Linked DNA regions of Mus musculus: all the other regions are linked to region 4. Evidence: chromatin contacts called from public HiCAR-type and promoter capture Hi-C data. All regions are on one chromosome and are shown on one strand. Each heading gives the region's core, a stretch centred on a gene start, on an enhancer-like site or on the middle of the called end of the contact. The rest is flanking DNA. Distances are from core to core; before and after follow the strand shown. Region 1 holds the start of Rb1 (RB transcriptional corepressor 1). Region 2 holds the start of Sucla2 (succinate-Coenzyme A ligase, ADP-forming, beta subunit). Region 3 holds the start of Nudt15 (nudix (nucleoside diphosphate linked moiety X)-type motif 15). Region 4 holds the start of Cog3 (component of oligomeric golgi complex 3). Region 5 holds the start of Dnajc15 (DnaJ heat shock protein family (Hsp40) member C15).

What was found. Promoter capture Hi-C pulls out the DNA fragments that hold promoters and counts their contacts. HiCAR-type assays count read pairs that join an accessible place to other places. Capture Hi-C pulls out chosen DNA fragments and counts their contacts.
Region 1: a promoter capture Hi-C map of pre-B cells shows a contact between it and region 4, with 4 times the contacts expected there. The contact joins the promoter of Rb1 here to the promoter of Cog3 in region 4. A contact is called at or near these places in 2 of 39 promoter capture datasets (pre-B cells and second pharyngeal arch cranial neural crest) and 1 of 484 Hi-C or Micro-C datasets (B cells).
Region 2: a HiCAR-type map of astrocytes shows a contact between it and region 4, with 6 times the contacts expected there. The contact joins the promoter of Sucla2 here to the promoter of Cog3 in region 4. A contact is called at or near these places in 3 of 39 promoter capture datasets (hippocampal neurons, liver and pre-B cells), 1 of 484 Hi-C or Micro-C datasets (B cells), 2 of 115 datasets of contacts at active chromatin or transcription factors (astrocytes and embryonic forebrain) and 1 of 9 other capture datasets (liver).
Region 3: a promoter capture Hi-C map of liver shows a contact between it and region 4, with 3 times the contacts expected there. The contact joins the promoter of Nudt15 here to the promoter of Cog3 in region 4. A contact is called at or near these places in 3 of 39 promoter capture datasets (the C10 cell line, hippocampal neurons and pre-B cells), 1 of 115 datasets of contacts at active chromatin or transcription factors (astrocytes) and 2 of 9 other capture datasets (adipose tissue and liver).
Region 5: a contact with region 4 is called in a promoter capture Hi-C map of liver, with 4 times the contacts expected there. The contact joins the promoter of Dnajc15 here to the promoter of Cog3 in region 4. A contact is called at or near these places in 2 of 39 promoter capture datasets (liver and pre-B cells).

What each region holds. Positions count from the first base shown.
Region 1 is chr14:73,324,445-73,327,196 of GRCm38.p6, reverse strand. Rb1 (RB transcriptional corepressor 1) reads left to right here and starts at 1,375. Exons shown (of 27, transcript NM_009029.3): 1 at 1,375-1,674. The coding sequence starts at 1,556.
Region 2 is chr14:73,551,512-73,554,211 of GRCm38.p6, reverse strand. It overlaps Sucla2 (succinate-Coenzyme A ligase, ADP-forming, beta subunit), which reads right to left and starts at 1,426. Exons shown (of 11, transcript NM_011506.4): 1 at 1,315-1,426. The coding sequence starts at 1,404.
Region 3 is chr14:73,523,793-73,526,554 of GRCm38.p6, reverse strand. It overlaps Nudt15 (nudix (nucleoside diphosphate linked moiety X)-type motif 15), which reads left to right and starts at 1,306. Exons shown (of 3, transcript NM_001360484.1): 1 at 1,306-1,495. The coding sequence starts at 1,341. It overlaps Gm41209 (a long non-coding RNA gene), which reads right to left and starts at 1,253. Exons shown (of 3, transcript XR_874819.2): 1 at 1,009-1,253; 2 at 646-718.
Region 4 is chr14:75,753,239-75,755,982 of GRCm38.p6, reverse strand. It overlaps Cog3 (component of oligomeric golgi complex 3), which reads left to right and starts at 1,490. Exons shown (of 23, transcript NM_177381.3): 1 at 1,490-1,718. The coding sequence starts at 1,545.
Region 5 is chr14:77,873,551-77,876,384 of GRCm38.p6, reverse strand. It overlaps Dnajc15 (DnaJ heat shock protein family (Hsp40) member C15), which reads left to right and starts at 1,468. Exons shown (of 6, transcript NM_025384.3): 1 at 1,468-1,587. The coding sequence starts at 1,486.

The sequences.
Region 1 (2,752 bases), core at 126-2,625, 2.4 Mb after region 4:
TTCTGTCTCAAACTTAAGAGTAGCTTGCCACAAATACCAAGGTGGCATCAATTGGCCAAGTGTCACATTCTCTGATAATTATGAGGCAGGACTGTATCATTTCTGTATATTATTTGATCAGGCTCCCACAGTCTATCTTTTATCTTCACCAAACCTAGACTGTATGTAGCCTGAGCTCTTGCCTAAATCTGGGACAAAGTGAACTCAAGTGCTATTTTAATTCCATTCATTCTCCGTGGCTGCATCAGGGCCTGGGGCTCTACCTCCTGACAAACATTTGGTCTCTAGAAGGCTTCTGAAGTTAGGCAAGTCTGAAAATTGAAGGAGGCCCATGTATCCTTCACTCATCTGACATCAAGGCAGAAAATAAGCCCAGGCTTGCAACCTACCCAATTAAGTTCTCGATTCCTCAGTCCTTGCTCAGCTGTTCCAAGATAGTTTACACCAGAACAACAACTGTATTTTATTCACAGCACTTCAATTAGTGAGTTGTATGAATAAGGACTGACAAAGGGAGAAAATTATGTTGACTGACAGGTAAAACGTAACTAGAAAAGCTACCATTGCTGAGCCAGCTTTTGGTGGCGGTAGGTAGTTCTAGTATAAAGTATGCTCTTTTCCGGTGTCTGTGCGTCGGCGACATGGTCAGACAAATATTACTTGGGTTCGAGTCCTCTGCCAGGGACCTGCTATGTGACGCGGGCAAATTGGCTCCCCGAACTCCCCACTTCCAACCCGCAAAAGTGGAATGCCGACCTTCCCAGTTTGACCGGCTGTCTCGGAGAAACCATTATGAAAGGAGGCCGGATCGTGCGCATGAACACGGCCAACTGGTTTTCTGCTTTCGTCTCAAACGCGTTTGTAAGCGATTTTTCAAAGTCGGGTCCGCCTGGCAAACTGGTTTTCAAAAGCTACTTTCCCGCTAAGATCTGTCCCGCTCGGACCGCGCCTCCTGTTTCCCCATCAAAAGACTATAGTCTGTGCGTGCATCGCCCATCTTCCCTTGTCTCCAGAAGGCCACCAATGGCCCCACCCTGGACCGCCCACCCGGGCCGAGCCCACCTCCCACTGGCCCGGCACGTTTGTTTTTGTTTTGCCGGCCGCGCGGGCCGGGCGAGGGGCGCGCCCTGTCCAGCGTTCTCCCAGAGGCCGCGGCTCCTCGCAGCGGGCCGGCCCCGCCTCGGCTGGCGCCGCCCACGGGGACGACGCGGGCGGAGACAGGCCCGGGCAGGCGCGGCTTCCCCGCGGCTTCCCGCCCGCGCCCTCGCCCTCGCCCTCGCCCTTGCCCGCCGCCGCCGCCACCGCCGCCCCGGTTCCCCACTGACGCCCGCGGCCCGCGAGCCTCGCGGACGTGACGCCGCGGGCGGAAGTGACGTTTTCCCGCGGTTGGCCCGGGCGCTCGGTTGCCGGGCGCGTCCGGTTTTCCTCGGGGGACGTTCCCATTATTTTTGTAACGGGAGTCGGGTGAGGACGGGGCGTGCCCGGCGTGCGCGCGCGCCCGCCCGCCTCCCCGCGCGCCTCCCTCGGCTGCTCGCGCCGGCCCGCGCTGCGCGTCATGCCGCCCAAAGCCCCGCGCAGAGCCGCGGCCGCCGAGCCCCCGCCACCGCCGCCGCCGCCGCCTCGGGAGGACGACCCCGCGCAGGACAGCGGCCCCGAAGAGCTGCCCCTGGCCAGGTGAGGAGCGCGGCCGCCGCGGGCCGGAGAGAAGGGAAGGGAAGGGAGCGGGGACGCCGGGTGCATCCCGGCGGGGACGCCGGGCGGGCGCATCTCGGCGGGGCCGGGCTGGCGGTAGGAGCGGCGCCCCGGGTCTCCGGGGTCCCCTTGGTCCCCCATCTCTGCGGGGGTGGCGGCGGCGCGCTGACACGGTCCCGGGCTCGCGGGCGACGGGGAGGGCATCCCGAAGGGGTCTGGGCTGCGGCTTGACAGGTGTCGGGCGGGTGGGGCTCCTGCTCCCGAGCGAAGTGACAGGTGCAGGCTCTACTCCAGCGACGCCCAGGCGCGGAGCCGGCGGGTCCCGGAGAGCCCCGGTCAGATGCAAAAACAATTGAAATAAATATTTAAAAAAAGAAAAAAAAAACTCGACCGGTGTTTGTTTTCTTTCTTCCTCCCTTTTTTCTCCGTGGAGATCCGAAGCACCCCCGGGGTGGGTTGACTTTCTCTTTTGCAGTCGTCCTGCGATGCAACAGTTGGGAGCCTTGCCCTCTCTGAGCTTGCGCTGCATCGGCAGCTTGGTCCTGGGAGAGGCCAAGAAAAGCCTTGTAGGCAAAGCGCAGGGTCGTGGGTGTCAATTGCTCACGGGGTCCTCAGCTCCCGGGCTTTGTGGGGGTTTCTTTAGAACAATGCTTTGAGGCCCGGGGGGATTTAAAGCCATCTGTGGAGACTGATGGAGCAGAACTCTTAGAAGAACTGGTATGTGGGCAAAAGTTTCAGGAGACATTTAAATGCAAGGGCTTGGAAGTTTCTAAACTTTGTTCCCCTTTTTTTTCAGGGTAGAACTCTTCTTGCGTGCTGATTGGCCCGCAGCATGCTTCATTATTTCTTGCCTTTTGCCTTTGAGCATTCACGGATTCTGGTGCCTCCCCCTCCCTTTTTTCTTTTTTGGTCTTGTGTTTGGTACTGTGTTCTCTCAAAGAACTTTTCTCTCCATTTATTAAGTGGAATCTAAACTTAAGTTCATGTGGATCCAATAAGAACAACAGAGAGATATTTATTGTATTTCAACATTTTTTTTCTTGACTGTGCTACTGTGTGA
Region 2 (2,700 bases), core at 177-2,676, 2.2 Mb after region 4:
CATCTCTCCAGCCCCCGCCCCCCAAGATACATTCTTAATGCTATGGTAAAAGAGAAAGAGCTGAAATAAAGACAATTTATCAAGCATCCCATAGATGCAAAGGCATCTCTCTTAAAGGAATTTTCAAATAGATTAAAAACTATTAGAATAAAATCCTATTTGTTCACTAAATCCTTATCCTCTTAAAACTTGGCAGCATTATTTAAGGAAGGGAGGGGGCTAAATCTATCCACCTATGATGTGTCTAGTTACTTCAAAACATAACCAAAACTCTATCTTAGAAAGCTAATCCCGCTCTTGAAGTTTTAAGGTACTAACACTGAGGGCCAATTTGTTTGGGGCTTGTTGTTGTTTAATTGGTTTGTCTTTGTTATTTAGTGACAAGCCTTGGCTGGCCTTGAACTATGTATGTAAAAGATGACCTTGAATATCTCATTCTCTTGCCTCCACCTTAAGTGCTAAGGTTACAAGGATGCTGGGGATAGAACCCAGGACTTCCTACATGCCAGGCAGGCCCTCTACCAAATAAACTGCATTCCCAGTACCCACTTTTTGTGTTTGAATGCTGTAGAACAGACACAACAAGCACACAGCTTCAGAAATGGACCCTTGTGGAACTAAACCTCAGTTCTGTCTCAGACTGCTATGTCTCCTAGGCCAAAGTACTTCTCTGAGCCATCATCAGATCGTCATCAATGGTTACTGGCCTTAATGACAACCCCTGTGCTGTTGACAAGCCTAATGACCTTAGGACAACATCTGACACTCCCTAAATGTCGAGAAACAAAGCAGCAAAATAGGTACTAGAGTCTGTCCAGAAGTGAAATCCTCTAAAAGATTTACTCTCCCATCTAATCCTTACTCTCCCATCTAATCAGCTGGGAAACTGAAGAACTCGTTATCAGTACTCACTACCAGGACTGACTGATAGATCAGCTCTGCTGGTGTTCCTAAGTCCTTCCCACCTACGACAGTTTGCTGGACCTCAAAGTACACTTGAAGGGCATCCCCTTACCCAAAGGGGGTCCGGAAGCGTTGGCCCCGGGCAAGGACAGCCCCCGTCCCCTCTGGGATCGCTCCGGCAGGCTCCCGCAGGTGAGGCCGACTGCCAGGCCGCCCTGCCGGGCCTCCAGCGGCCGGGGGACGGAGCCGAGCCCAGCTGCCCCGAGCGCCAGCTCGCAGCCCTGGCCCGCAGCCTCTGTGCAGAGCAGGGCATCCCGGCCGTGCCAGCGCCGCTGAGAGCCCCGGAGCTGGGCCGCGCCCCTGAGCCTTGCCCGCCGACCCCCGCGGCCAAAGCGAACAGGGCGAGCTTACCTGGGCGGCGGCTCGCAGCGTAGTCTGCGGCCGGTGGCTCCTCAGGGCGGCCGCGGCCAACTGCCGGCCGTAGAACATGGACGCCGCCATTTCTGAGTCCGACCCGTCCCCTGGGCACCGCGCAGGCGCAGAGACGCAGTTGCTCTCGGGGCGCTCCCGGCCCGAGACAAGGACAATCCTCGGGGGCGGGGCCTCGCGTTAACCCCGTCGCTGCCGGAGGAGCCGGGTTTGGCAGGCACAAAGCAAACTTTGGCCTTCAGAACTTTGACCTCAGTGACATGTGGACAAGGGGCCATCAGAACGCTTCCTAGAGAACTGTGACGCTGCTACTTCAGTCTTCTTACCTTCTCTGAGCCCTAGTGGCCTCACAAGTGAAATGGGGTTACTTAGGGAAAGCGAATGTATGCGTTGAGCCTTTAGGATACAATAGATACTAAAATAAAACATAACACAAAATAATAAAGACAGTGCCACTGATACTCAAAAGACTGTTACTCACTAGTTACTGAAGCCGCCCATACTGAAAACACTCCTAACAAAGTGTTTGAGAGAGCTAGAGAGATGGCTTAGTAGTTTGGAGCTGGTACGGCTGTGGCACTCAGCTGAATTCCCAGCCTCATGTCAGACAGCTCACCACTGCGTATGGGCTCTGAAACTCTCTTCTGGCCTCCCTGGGCACCAGCACACACGTGCACATACATATATCCAACAATGCATACATATTAAAAGAAAAGAAAAGAAAATACTATCACATTTGAACTGAAAAAGATGGGGTAACCCAGGACCCAGAAAGACCTATTACATGTTCTCTCAAATTTAAATATGCTATCTTTAAATTTTTATATGTATGTATTTATGTGTGAGCAAGGATTAGAGGCCAGAAACTATAGAGGGCCCCATGAGAAGACACAATAATATGTTTGTGTGAAGGCACAGTAACTAATAAGACTCATGTAAGAAGGAACAGGGCGGTGAGGGAAAGAAGGAAGGGATCAACCAAAACTACTATAAAAATGGTGTAAGAAAGCCTATGAGTTGTAAGAAAGCCTATGAGTTGTATGCTAACTTTAAAATATACCCACCCCAAGGCATGCCTGATAGTTTATGCCTGCAATCCCATCCCAATGGAAGCTACAATGAGAAGTTAAAGAACTCCAGACTACTCTACAACTCACAGGGGGGGGGGAGATACCCCACTAGCCGTGAAACCCATCAGCAGCATCCTTTCATGGAGGGGGTAATGGTCTCATGAGGCCTCCCCCCTCCTTGAGGATTGGTTGAAAGTTAATGGTTGGCATTGGAGTGCATTCATTCAGTGGCGTAGCCTGTGTTCCTGTAAGCAAGCCAAATGAAACGTGTTCAGCCATCAAAGAAGAGACAGGAAAG
Region 3 (2,762 bases), core at 57-2,556, 2.2 Mb after region 4:
CAGCTTACACTTCCAAATTGCTGTTCATCACTACAGGAAGTCAGGACAGGAACTCAAGCAGGTCAGGAAGCAGGAGCTGATGCAGAGGCCATGGAGGGATCTTTCTTACTGGCTTGCTCAAGTTGCTTTCTTATAGAACCCAAGACTACCAGCCCAGAGATGACACCACCCATGGTGGGCCCTCATGCCTTGATCACCAACTGAGAAAATGCCCCACAGCTGGATCTCATGGAGTCACTTCCCCAACTGAAGCTCCTTTCTCTGTGATAACTCCAGCCTGTGTCAAGTTGACACCCAAAACCAGCCAGTACAGATGGCATCTCAATTCCTCAATGGAGATAGTCAACACTTTTAAAAATAGTTATTATTTTTGTTTCTCGTTTTAAACTGTCTATTCATTTGCACATTCGTTGATTGGCAAAACTTAGGACTTTGCTAAGCATACCTAATGGATACTGAAACTTTCTAATGGATTACTATGGTAGTTTAAATATGCTTGGCCCAGGGAGGTGTGTCCTTGTTGGAGTGGTTGTGGCCTTTTTGGAGGAAGTGTGTCGCTGTGGGAGATGGGCTTTGAGATACTTCTCCCAGTTGCTGTTTGAATCTTTTCCTGTTTGAATTTAGAACAAGATATACAACTCTTACCTCCTCCAGTGCCACGACTGCCTGGATGCTGCCATGCTTCCTGCATTGATTATAATGGACTGAACCTCTGGACCTACAAGCAAGCACCAATTAAATGTTGTCCTTTATAAGAGTTGCCTTGGTCATAATGTCTCTTCACAGCAACGGAAACCCTCACTAAGACAATTACTTAGGATACAAATTAAGTATACACTCAGATATATGTGTGGAAATATAAAAACTAACATTTCAAAGAGTTAAAGCTGTCTCTGGAAGCAGGGCTAAAAGGGATAGTGTCTGTCCTTGGGCAGTTTTGTACTATTGGGTTTCTAAAATTATGCACACATTAGTAGAAATAAAGTAATACTTTTAAAGTAAACCCACCCGTCCAAAGATTTAAGATGTCAATCTTGTTACAGCTGATTTCCCCAAGTTTTTCTTTTCATATTTCAGTTTTAGTTGATGTATATTTTTATCTACTATAATTTGTTTTTCTCTAAAATATGAATTTATCCTAAAGAAACTTAATTAGTCTCATTTACTTCCCCAAATCATCTTTCAGTACTCTTATGTTAGTTATTTATATGGTTGTTTCTGCATGATCTATGCACCAGGCGACAGGTGATTCGTGAGACACAACACTCAGCGAGCAATCAGCGAGGCTCCTGCCGGTTCCCGTACAGCTTCAACGTCACTTCCGGGGTCAGCCAAATGCTATGGCCGCTAACGCAGAGCCGAGGCGGCGGCCAGGAGTTGGGGTCGGCGTGGTGGTGCTGAGCTGCGAGCATCCTCGCTGCGTCCTTCTGGGGAAAAGGAAAGGATCGTTTGGAGCCGGCAGTTTCCAGCTTCCTGGGGGCCATTTGGAATTCGGGTGAGCAGGACGACCTCCGGGAAGCGGAAGCTTCGGGAATATCACTAGTCCGCACGCCATTCTCGGTCCGTGTGACGCGCTTCAGTGCGCAGTTGAGTTCCGCGAGCTCTCTACGGCCCCGGTGTCCTCCGGGATCCAGCCAGGAGGGGGTGCTGTGCCAGTACCCGGGCCCCGTTAGTCCTCGCTCTGCCCTCTCCTGGCTGCAAGTGGAAGTCGTTTGTATTTCTTAGTGTTTACAGAGAAAGTGGATGTTAACTGGGACTTTTCCTTTTGCCCCATGAGATTTAAATATATCAGAGTTTTGTGAGGCTGGCCCCGCCGCTTCTGCGATGTGGATGTGTCAGTCCCACAAAGGGGGAAGGGTAGCTAAGTCAGTTTCTGTGCAATCGTGAAGAAACCCTGGCTCTGCTCAAAAATGTGTTCTAATCCGAGAGTGTGCCTTAAAATACAATAAAAGTATCTAAGACATCCAGATTCGGTGTGATTTCCTTTAGTCTTGTATAGTAATATAAAATAATGTAGTGTTATAAAACACTTGGAAGGTAAAGCTTCAAGCCTTCCTACGCCTTATCTAACAAGCACCATACTTGATTCTGTAGACAATTTCAAAGGAAATCTGAGACTTCCTATTATGTAATTATCTGGGTCACTATTATCTAATAGGCTTATTTAGTTATAAGAGACCGAGATCTGCCTGCCTCAGTTTTCTGAGTGTTGGGATTATGGCGTGATGGATTCACTGGATGGAGGAGCCTCTCACTGGCTCTCCATGACAGGGAAACATTACCAGGCTGACAACTTCCTTCCTCTTGATGGTAACCTGTACTTTCCTATGTGGCCTGGAAGTACAAGTGTTGCATGCCCCTTAATGCTAATCATCTCTTTCTCTGTTGCCTAATTGCCTCAATTTTTAGGCTTAAACTGGAATTTTGAAGCATAAGGAAGGCATTTAATGCACTTTCAAAACACAACCCGAAAGGAACATTAATTAATGTTTCTTTTTTTCCTGGGTACAGTTGACTCAGAAGCCTGGGTTTTGTTGTTGTTGGGTTGTTTTTTATTGTTGTTTGTTTGTTTGGTTGGTTGGTTTTGTTTTGGGTTTTGGGGAGTGGTTTTTGTTGGGTTTTGTTTTTGTTTTTAGAAATAGGGTTTCTCTGTACAGTCTTGGATGTCCTGGAATTCCCTCTGTAGACCAATCTGGCCTCAAACTCACAGAGGTTCACCAGGCTCTGCCTCTAAAGTACTCGGACTAAAGGCGTGTACCACC
Region 4 (2,744 bases), core at 241-2,740:
TTCAGGTGTGTCTTTCATCCAGCTTTCCTACTATTGTCTTATCTAGCCATGTACAATCAAAGCTGGCACAACACCACCAATGCCTAAATTACAAACTTTATTAAGATTCTATATTTTATTCTATAGTCTCATCACAATTATCCTTTCTTCTGTTCCAGGAATCAGTCCAAGATACCACATTGCAATGAGAAGTCATTATTCAGTAGTCTCCACTATGTAAGAGCTCCTTGGTCACTCCTTGCTCTTTAGTAGTTTGATACTCTTTTAAACATTGGCTTTTGGGGGCTGGAGAGATGGCTCAGAGGTTAAGAGCACTGACTGCTCTTGCAGAGGTCCTGAGTTCATTCCCAGCAACCACACAGTGGGTCATAACCATCTGTAATGGGATCTGATGCCTTCTTCTAGTGTACCTCAAGACAGCTACAGTATACTCACATACATAAAATAAATAAATCTTAAAAAAAAACATTGGCTTTTTATTTTAAAAATTTATTTATGTGTGTGTTTGCATGTGCCACATGTATGTTAGTACCCAGAGAGGCCAGAAGAGGAGGTTGGATCTCCTGGAACTGAAGTTTCAGGTGGTAATGTGCTGCATATTGTGGGGGCTGGGAACTGAACTGGAGTCTTCTGAAAGATCAGCAAGTTCCCTTAGCCCCGAGCCATCTCTCTACCCTGACCTTTTTGAAGAATGTTGTTCAGTGTTTTGTGATTTTCTTCATTTTTCTACATTTTTCCTTTTTAATTCTTGGTAAGGAAGAAGGTTGTCTCTTTTTCACCTTTTTGCCCAATTTTTTTTTATATTCGTATATACTCAATTTATATACTTACAAAGTATATTTATTCAATTATTTAGGTTTGATCTAATATAATTTGTTTAGGTGTTCAAATGTGTATCATGATTTAAATGGCAGAATAATTTTTGCAGTTTCATGTTTGGATAGACAGTTATTGATCCAGTTCTTCAATGTTGGACATTTAGGTCCCCCCCCCCCCCAGTTTTTTGATATTATTAATGAGGCCTGATATGTTTGTCTTTGAATTTGTGTTTCCACAAACTAGTTTTCTAACAGGGAAGTTGTAAGTTTGAAAACTTGGTGCTCTTGGTTGCTATGTCAACATGGAAAGCATCCATAACCCATCTGACAGGAGAGAAGATCTTTGGAGTTCATTAATTCTCCTAATCCGTTGGATGACTTACAACTTGTTAAAAAGAAAACCAAAAACAAATCTGAAGAACACATTATCATAAAGTTATTGATGTTGAAGAAGCTTCCGGTAGGGGCAAGCTTATTTCCGCCCATTCTTGTCTCCTACCCTCTGGCTTGAGGTACACCTCAACCGGAACTGTTTGGCCTCCGTCGAAAGCCACGTCTGTTTTGGCCTCGGTCCCGCCCCCACGCCGGGGAAGCGTTTCCGGGGTCAGGGCGCTCGGGCCCGCCCCGCCGCGGCTGCGGCGCTGGAAGTCCCGGTCCTCCCGGAAGTTCCCGGCTCTGCCTGTCGGGCTCCGGTTCTGCGCCGCGGAGGGGCCCAGGGCTGCGGAGATGGCGGAGGCGGCGCTGCTGCTGCCGCCCGAGGCGGCGGCCGAGCGGGACGCCCGCGAGAAGCTGTCTCTCTGGGATGGGAGACCCGACTCGATGGCGCCGCTGACAGACAGGCAGACGGACTCGGTGCTGGAGCTCAAGGCGGCCGTGGAGAACCTGCCGGTGCCCGCCGAGGTGAGGCGAGGGCGTGGGCTGCGCCCGGCCTCCTGCCCCGTGCGGGGATCTGGCCGGTCCTCTGAGCCACCGTGGCGGGTTCGGCGGGAGGGGCCCGTGTGTGCCCTGCTGTCAGCAGCCTCACTCTGCCCGCGACCCAGGGTGGCCCTGCCAGGGTGCGTGGCCGTCCACGCGAGGGCGTAGCCCTCCCCCAGCGGCGTGGGACGGTTGGCCCGAGCCTTGCTCCGGGCTTCTTGCTCCTGGTGTCCCCGTGTCAGAGTAGCCCTGCCTCCCAGGAGCCTGTCCAGCTAGTCTGTGTTAACTGCATCCTGGAGGCATCAGGCTTGCTTCTTTCCCGGGGGAACAGGGACACTTAGAGGGGATCAGAACTGGCCCCGAGAAACAATTTCATTTATCACACCCCAAGCTGTGAACTCCTGGTTTTGGGTTATGGAAGATAAGATTTATTAAACCTACAGCAAAGCAATAAATTAAAAAGTTATTTTTACAAGTTGACTCGGTTATTAAGTAGCGCTTTGGGTTTTAGCGTCAACGTTTTCCCAGTTACCAGTGGGACAGTATGCATGTTACTGTTGGTGTGATTCAGTGCAGTTATACTGGTCAGAGTACTTTTATTTTTTGGATTGTTTATGTGTTTCACACGCTCTTCTAGTTTCGAGGCCGAATTTTGGGTTATTTTATTATCAGTGGTGGTTAGTTTTGATGTTGGAAACCATTTCTGTACGATTCGTAATCCTGTCCAAATGCAGATTGAATTTGGCTTCTTCACCTCTGCCCTCACACTTTAGAGGTGTGACTAGACGCGTTCTCTGCACCTTTGTGTGCTGTGCCGTAAAAATACGTGTTCTTAGGTGTGTTTCTCTGCCCACCTCCAGGATGCCATACAGGAAATAGACCTAAGTAAACGAGGGAGCAAGTGGAAAGTTCTTTGATCTGGCTATGTTTTATGTTCTGGATTATAAGTGGGTGTGGTGTGGTGTGGGGTGTGTGTGTGTGTGTGTGTGTGTGTGTGTGTTTTGCTGGGGA
Region 5 (2,834 bases), core at 219-2,718, 2.1 Mb before region 4:
ATACATCATTAGCCTCCCTTAGACTGTAACTCCAAGGACTCGGAGACCTTATTTGTTTACTTGATGCTAAAGGCACAGTCCCCCAGCACTGTACCCAAGACCTGACATATGCTCAATAAATTGAATACACTGAACACATGGATGATGAATGCATGATATGTAGGCTTCAATCCAATTCATTTGGTTTGATCACGAATAATTGTGGATTGGCTTAATAAAGTAATTTATGTAATAAAGCCGTGTTTCTGAAGAGTTCTGAAGTATTTTTAACACATTATTACATATCACCGGCTCAATTCTTGGTGTTTATTTCCATGTGGAATTTGTGACCCCTTTCTTCTTCTAACTAAAACAAACCCCATGCTCCCTACTGACCACATCAGTGGCTGAGCCTCCAAGGAAGCCTTTGTGGCTGTTCTCGTTTCTCTCTGTGAACTCTGACACTGATTTTGCTTTCATTTGTAGCTAATCTAGCATGCTTGCTCGTGCTTTTAGTATATGGTACTAGCATGGTGTTTAATGTAATCTTTCCTTCCTGATTCTAAATTCCTTCAGGCCCTAAGCATGAGAATAATAATATATGGATAAATTAATAGGTTCTTACAACTGGTTTTTTGTTTGTTTGTTTGTATGGTTTGTTTTGTTTTGTTTTTCAAGATAGGGTTTCTCTGTATAGCTCTGGCTGTCCTGGAACTCACTTTGTAGACCAGGCTGGCCTCGAACTCAGAAATCTGCCTGCCTCTGCCTCCTGGGTGCTGGGATTAAAGGCGTGCGCCATCACGCCCAGCTAGGTTCTTACAACTTTTAATGTAAAAAAACAAAACAAAACAAAAAAACCAAACCCCAAAACAAAAAAAAACCTTCTTGTAGGCTGGATTGCAAAGTGTATAAAGGGTAAAACAGCAGCCAACTTGGTACAGGGGTTAGAAAGCGTATTAGCTTCAGTTATTGCCTAATATCTGTTCGAGAAAGCTTGACCTAAACATTAATAATGAAGTTAAGTCTTTATGTATTCAAATTAGTCAAAATCATTTGCTGTGAGCGCAAGTTAGTGGATCATCAGTATCTTCCCAGTGATTTCACTAACATGTGAAATCACATTCATTTCTAGTTGGGAAGGTCAAGCAAGGAAGCCCTCCCTGGCCTTGTTTCTATTCCCAGGCACCATCGCGGTACTTTGGAATCTCTCCCTGCCTGGTTTTAGAGGAAACTCAAGGTAGACCTAAGAAGGCCCCGCCTCTTCAGGCTTGGTTGTTATAGTGGAGGGTGGCACAAACAAACAAACAAGGCTCTGTAAGGGTCTGACCCCGGGCTTTGACAGGGTCAGTTTATCGGAGATGGAATGAGAACCAGATTCTCTGCAGCCAGGTCTCCACTAATAAAACTGAACACCTACTCAGAGCGCGAACTTAACCGGTCCGCACTAATTTGTCCCCGCGGACGCCCCGTAGACAACTCAGTGCGTCCTCGGAGTCCTGCAGTGCCATGGCTACCGGTGGCGGCGTGACCTCCAGAGAGGGGCTGCGCTACGCCGAATACCTGCCTCCTTCTGCCCAAAGGTCGGACGCCGACATCGACCACACAGCGGTGAGTCTGCCGGCCGCCACTGACCTGCACCCCTAAACCCCAAGACCTCCCACTCCCACCCCCTTGCCCGGCTGCCTGTGCCCGGCGTGGTACCTGGCTGTCTCCTCAAAGTGTCACGGACCACAGAACAGGCCCACGGTTATCCAGTGAAGAGACCCATGGGTTCCCCCTGGGCAGAGGGGGCCCGGTGGAGCCAGGAGCCTCCCTTGGGGAAAAGTAGTTAAGAACCAGGGCGCGAAGCTGCGTGAGAACAGTTGGGACCTCTAGCACCCCCAAGTCTGGAGCAACTCAGCCTAGATCCGGGCAGAAAATGCTTGCGATTTATTGAGGCGGCTTCTTTCCTTCCACCTTGTGGTTCCTGAAGATCGAACTCAAGTCAGCCATCACCTCCACTGACCGAGTCACCCCGCTCGTTCACATCTGTAGGAGAGTCTAGAATTCAGGACATAACTTAGGAGGTCTCTTTAACAGCCAGCCTCAGGAATGCTAAATTGTGGGAGTCTTCACCAGTTCACGCCACTGTCCTTTCTATAACAGAAACAAAAACAAAAACAAAACAAAACAAAAAAAAAAACCAACTTTCTTGTGATATCCTGACATGAAATTAAAGTTTCTAAAAATCAATATAATAGTCAAATTGAAACGTAACGGTGAAGTAAATATCTTCTTAGTAATAAGTAGCTGTTTGAATTTGTAAATGCCTTCACGTTATTTATTATATTACAGGCTGCAATGAAGTGATCATATTGCCCTCGCATTGCAGCAGTTGTACATGGGACAGCTACAAATGCCAAGCCGGCAGGATTTTATTTTTTAAAAGGACTCACTGTATTTCCTACGCTGGCCTGGAGCTTACGATTCTCCTGCTTCAGCCTTCTTACTTCCTGGCCTATCAGATATTGGCATCCTGTTGTTATTTAAAAAAATTTTTTTTTTCCCAAAAAAGCAAACACTCTGAGGTAAATTGTTAGAAATGTCTCCTCACTTTGTAGGGTAAGTTCACTTATGGAAAATTAAGCCTGTACTAAAACAGAGTAGAAGTATAAATGGTTGAAAGTTCTTAACAAAACAAAGATGGCCAGAAACTGGTTATTCACCATTTAATGTCACTGGCATCTTGTAACACTTGGAGAGTTAGGGATGGTTTTTTATTCCTGGTTGGCCAGCCTTGCACATGATAGGACTTTTGAAATCGGGAGTCGACCATCCACAAAGTACTCTTCCTCTTAGGCAAACTACTGTGGAAG